2 separate regions of the Capsicum annuum genome follow, and region 1 is linked to region 2. The links are chromatin contacts, called in public Hi-C maps. All regions are on one chromosome and are shown on one strand. The core of a region is the stretch at or near the end of the contact, and the rest is flanking DNA. Distances in the headings are between cores, read along the strand shown.

The links. Hi-C and Micro-C count contacts between places; a contact is called where the count stands out from the background.
Region 1: a Hi-C map of leaf shows a contact between it and region 2, with 4 times the contacts expected there. The contact joins the promoter of LOC107860197 here to the enhancer-like site in region 2. A contact is called at or near these places in 3 of 5 Hi-C or Micro-C datasets (leaf and placenta).

The regions. Positions count from the first base shown.
Region 1 is chr2:144,414,490-144,417,342 of UCD10Xv1.1, reverse strand. LOC107860197 (BTB/POZ and TAZ domain-containing protein 4) reads right to left here and starts at 1,351. Exons shown (of 7, transcript XM_047407339.1): 1 at 1,114-1,351; 2 at 918-1,003; 3 at 61-326. The coding sequence starts at 309.
Region 2 is chr2:144,348,904-144,351,913 of UCD10Xv1.1, reverse strand. No RefSeq gene overlaps it. Among protein-coding and RNA genes, the nearest start is that of LOC124896303, 5.6 kb to the right of the region's middle. Within about 2 kb of position 1,558, at least 5 of the 5 cell types and tissues checked have an H3K27ac peak or open chromatin away from gene starts, as enhancers often do. A contact at or near this core is called in leaf, where this site is marked.

The sequences.
Region 1 (2,853 bases), core at 102-2,601, 66 kb before region 2:
TTAAAACAATTACCACAGCTAAGATAAAATATTTTTAGTACAATTGGGTAAAGAACATACCAAAATACTAGCATGCACGTAGAGGATGCCACCACTATCTGTGTTAATTGAAACGTCGGCTCTATCACCTTCATCAAAGAGGCAATCCCACGTATTCTTTGTAGCTGTTGGCGCGCAGCAGTATTTTCTCACTGCTGATTTCCTTGCTACAAATGTGCTCTCCTGCCGGCTCCTTGTCAAAGCCACTGGCAATGGAGGCGGGTTTGGTACAGCTCTCACCCGCAGAGATTCCTCATCTTTCCTGTTCATTCGCTTTAACGATCCTCCTGCCAAATTGTAAACTTTGAACCACCATTAATATTCAACCTTTAATTTCTAGGAAAAAGATAAGATCGCACGCCCATTACAATTTTAGGTGGCATCAATTCAACGCGATTCCAGTTCGCCTAAACAACAAAGCCGATAATTTTCTTCTATTCCAGCACCTAAATAAAAGAGAAATCTAAATAGCCTCGGGTTTCTTTTAGTCTTTTATTCTGTTCAGATCACAATTATGACGCCTATCATAATTAATAAAGCTGAAATCAGATAATAAATATGACACCTAATCATAATATAGAAATCTGAATTCAGATAATAATTATGACACCTAGCATAATTTAGAAAGTTGAATATCACAAAATGTATTATTGTTCTTCTCATCGGCACTAGCCTCTGTGGACATAGTTATCCGATACCTATGCTAGTGGGAGGACTAACACCACAGTTATCAAAAAATCACAAAATGTATTGGAAATATTCATGAAGAATGTGAAAAATTGTTATAGTATATTCGAATTGATTAAGAAAGTTTGCGGATTAATAGAAAAACAATGAAATCATACTGAAAAAATCAATCATTTCTACATGAGCATTACCTTGTAATTCACAGACCAGGGAAACAGTATGAAGAAATTATGAATGAAAATCAGCTTCAATGTTCTAAACAAATCCCCTTTGATCTCTGTTCTTCCAAAAAGAAAATTTTCTCTATCAATCAATGGTGCCTCGATTCAAAACGCTAGGCGATTAAATCAAAATCTCTATTATCTAATTTAATCTAGAAATTCTTACTATGTACCAAAATTTTCACCAATAAAGCCAATCAATCAAAACCCAATTGTTACAGAAATAAAACGTCACGGCACAAAGCCCGAAAAAAATATATATTAACAAGTATCGCCGTTGAAAGTCACCGGCAAAAAATGCCAGCTGCTTGTAGCAACAATTGGGAGATTGGATCAAAAAGGAAATTGAGAGAAAAGGAGAGTTGTGATGAAGGTGAAGGGTGATTATTTAAAGGGGAAGAAGGAAATTGGGTTTAAATTAAGAATGGGTATGTATTAATTAATGAAAAGTAAAGATATGATGATGTGTATATGTGTCAGTTCCTATGCGACACCTAATGTTGACTAGTCATTCTTAGCCAATGGGATTAGCGAAAGACCGAGTGAATGTGCTTTTTGGAAAATCATTTTTAGTACTTGGCTGATTTGATTTTGTTCCCTCGTTTCGTTTTATAGCATGTTCAATAACTGTTTATTTTTAAACTTGTTAATCAAACACAAACAACTTCTCGTCGATAAAAATACTTTTTTTAAAAATATTTTAAAGAAAAACACTTCTTAAAATAAGGTGATTTTAGAATATTGATTAAAATAGGCTATTAGTCCGCTGAATTTTATTATATTTTTTAAATATTTTTTATTATTAAATGATTAAATAATATATTATATATATAAAAATATATTTAAATTTATATTTTTAAAATATAATTAATAAAATAATTTTTTAGTGAATACTTTTAAGAAAGTTGTCAAGTCAAAGATTATTAATTATTTTAAAAAGAGAAAGAGTATATTAAATCTCTACCAATTAAATTATTTTTTCTCCTCTCAAGTTTTCCTTTTGAATAGTCAGCCTCTCATAAAAAGTGATATTTTGAGAGAGAATTTTTTATCATTACGCAAACTGAGCTTTTGAATTTTGATAAGTTTTTATTTAATGTGGTACAAAATATTTTTATATAGTAGGTAAAATTTAATTATTTTAATGTAATACAAAATAACTGTTTGATTTTACTATTATAATGTGTAAAATTTAATAATTATACGTGAAACTAACTCTAATCATATGTAAAATTAACTTCATAATTTTGAGATCGTTATATGTATCCTCTTTGTTTCTTTTACTTGCACTTCTTATTAAACATAATTTTTTATTTAATTTAATAAATCAAAAAGAAATTTATTATTATATAATTAGTAAATAAATTAATAAAATAAATACCTATTAAAATATGTTCAGAGTATGAAATCAGGAAGCGATAACTATTTAATACCTAAACGATGCACACCTTCCACGAGTTTCAGGTCACTATATGTAATTATGGAAAGGAGTACAGCTAAAAGTTAATCCGTCCCTTCACTTCACGAGACGCTAACACCTTTATAGGGTAATTTCCACGTATAGTCAGTTATGTTTTGATAAGTGACTACAAATATTATTTTTATTTTTTTAGAACAAAAGTATCATTTAATTATCTCTATTTTCCTCAAAAAATACTTAACATTTTAAAAACCTCCTTCACTCCTAATTAACATACCAGGTTGTTAAAATATTATTTTCTTAATCATAAACATATTTAATTCTTCAAATTCATTTATTCAGATCTACTTCTTATAAACAACAAGAAAAATCTAAATTAAGTTAAAAAAAATTATTAAAAATTTGCAAAAGAATTTACCGCTAACCTAATTCTCTACAAGTTTTTCAACCAAACTAATTCGATGAAAAACCTACAAGTTTTTCTAT
Region 2 (3,010 bases), core at 309-2,808:
GATGTTCATATTGATTTTAAGCGAATTGAAGAATGGAGTATGATAAAAAAAAATTATGTAAACCTTCACTCCATTATCATTCCTTATGATAATTGGAGAAGAATTACCATCAGCGATGTATTTAATTTCAATTTTTTTCGAACATTTTCAACATTCAATTCCATTGCTATCGTCGCAATCAATTTCAGAAAGTTAATACTTTCAGAAACAATAATGACATCACTTTTGTATGATTTATAACTAATTTCCGACTCCCAGATACCAGAATAACGCAACGATATGGGGATGTTCATCTTTTTTTCTTTTTTTTCAGAAATCAAGAAAGAAGCCAACTTTTTTTTTCTCAAAAATGTGTTTCAACAGTGATGAGAGAAAGATGAAGCCAACTTTTTTTTTCCTCAAAAATGTATTCCAATAATGATGAATGTTAACAGTAATGTTTAGGAGTTATTTTTTAAATTTAAATTTCAGTTCCTATATTAACTCATACACTACTTAATTAGGTATTTAATGTCGTAATTTAAGGAATAGGAATATATTTTCTGATTTTTCTTTCCTTAATTGTAGGAAAAACAGTTTTATCATACATCAAACGATGTATAATAAAGCTACGAATGTATGATTATATGAGTATATGAGTATATTATGTAAATACTTTCATATTACATGGGATTTCTGTTGTTTACACTTGATTAAATCCATGCATGTTTGGACTTAAAAATTAATCCAATTATTTTAATCCCCAATATTTATTCAGGACTAATATATTTTGAATTTAATATTATTCAAATTTCGTACGAATTTTAATTTAATAAAATTTAACTGCTCACAGACACAATAGTATAATTATTAGGAGATTTTACACCTTGATCTTATTAGTTGTATAATTGCCAGTACTCTTTGTTGACACCTAATTTTTGCCCTCCACAACTACGTTTAATCTCGGGCTTCTTTAAATTTTCAAATAAAACCACAACAAATATTTTTTCTAAATAAACACATTTTAAAATATGCATTTGGTTTAAATTTATCATTTAAGTGATAATTATATATTTTCGTATTTGCATATACAGGATTGTATAAATGATGTCATTTAAATGAACATTTTTATCAAAATTGGACTTTAAATTAAGGATTATTTGGAAAATAAATTTAATAATTAAAGTCTTGATTCAAATATATTTAATCTCAAAAATAATTTATTTGGATAAATATGTGTTTGATTTTATTAAATCAAGAAGCTCGGGATTAAATCGGTAGTTAATCTATTCCGAGCTTTGATCCAATTTAGTAGATTTATTTAAAATGAGCATAATTAAAATCAAATTGACCACGATTGCAATGCAATTGACCAATTGATATTTAATTAGGTTAGCATTTGAATAAATTTACTAAAGTTTTAATCTAAATTAGTCATTCTTTAAATGGCCAATTTTCTATCCCTTCCATTTTTAAATTGGACCACAAAGAATTGGCCCAACACAACAATTTAACACCCTTCATCACCAAGCCATCACCGCCCCAGCCCACCTTCACAAAAAACTGACCCGGCCCGCTCCTTTTATCTTCAACAAAGAAGCAGTTATCAACATCAACAACACCCAATTCCAAATCGCGATAACCTTCTTCATCGACAACACGACAATAATTTTGACCCGAACAGGACTCGATCCCCGCCGACCCATTTCTTTCTAACCCATTTTCAACATGAACCAACTTCAGCGCGACCTAATATCCATGAAATGACCCGACCCAGCTGTACCCATGCATCTCACGCATTCGTAAGACGAGAAATAATTCAAAAATCTTCTAGAACAAGCCAGGTGTCACCCCCAACGTTCAAATCCTGCGAATCTCTGGATGACAGGTACGAATTCGTACGTTTTTGGCAATTTTTCATTGGTTGGAATGAATTTTCTTTTCTATTTGTTGGCTTATTTGGGATGGCGTGGAAAAATATCCAAATTAGCACTGGTTTGGAGGGAGAAACCGTAGGGGATGGAAATTTCGAATTTCAAAATCTCCTTTAAAAATTCCCGATTTACCCCCGATTTCGTCTTCTATATAAAGACCCTTAGGTCACTATTTTAGGGGGGCTTTTCTCTTCTTTTAGGAGATTTTTAGTTAGGAAATCCGGGGGTTCGAAAATAGGTTGGAAATTCTAGCGTTTGGGAAATTGTTTAAGAAACTAGGTTGAAAAATTTTCTTTTGGTTTTGAAAAGGGGGATTTTTCTCTTTTCTTCCCTCTTGGGGTTCGAAGGTTCCAGAAAAGAAAGATACAGTGTTCTTTTCGGTGACTTTTCTGTTTCTTCTTTGGGAATTTAGCTGGTAATTGGAGTTTTTTTTTGGAACAAAAGACGAAGAATTCAACATCGTTCGGGTGGTGGTTGATTCTAAAAGTTCGTCGTCCCTTTTGCTGCCCCAGAAGAGGTAAATGTACTCGTACTCCTTTAAATTCATCACTTTCTACCTCATCCCTCTCCTTTTCCGTAGAATTAGTTAATAATTTGTTTGGTAATTATGAATAAGGCTGGTTTTCGTCTTCTATAGATGGTCGTGATGGTCCTAGGGGTTGTCTTGTAATTATCGTTATGCAATTTTGCTAAAACAGTGCTCATGCTGATATTTTCAATGCGATTACGTCGAGTATGCTGCCTTTTAGCTGATGCTTGCTATTTGTCTAGGATTTTATAACCTAAATCGTATATATGCATCATCAAGATTTCATATTCTATTTCTAATTTCCCCTTTAGACCTAGTGTTTCTTGTTGTATTAGGATTACCATCATCGAAATCGTTGAATCTGTGAGTTAGCTTCGCTTTGCCCCTCTTCGCTTCATAATCCATTTGTTTGAACCTTGGCATCCTTATTTAATTAGTTACATAATGCCTTAATTTTTGTGTACTGCTTGTTGTGCAACAGCTGGATTTCGAATTAAAGCTTATAGCTTTGATCGTGTTTAGTTAGTTTTTAGCCATGTGTTATTCTATTTGCATTTGATATGTAAAG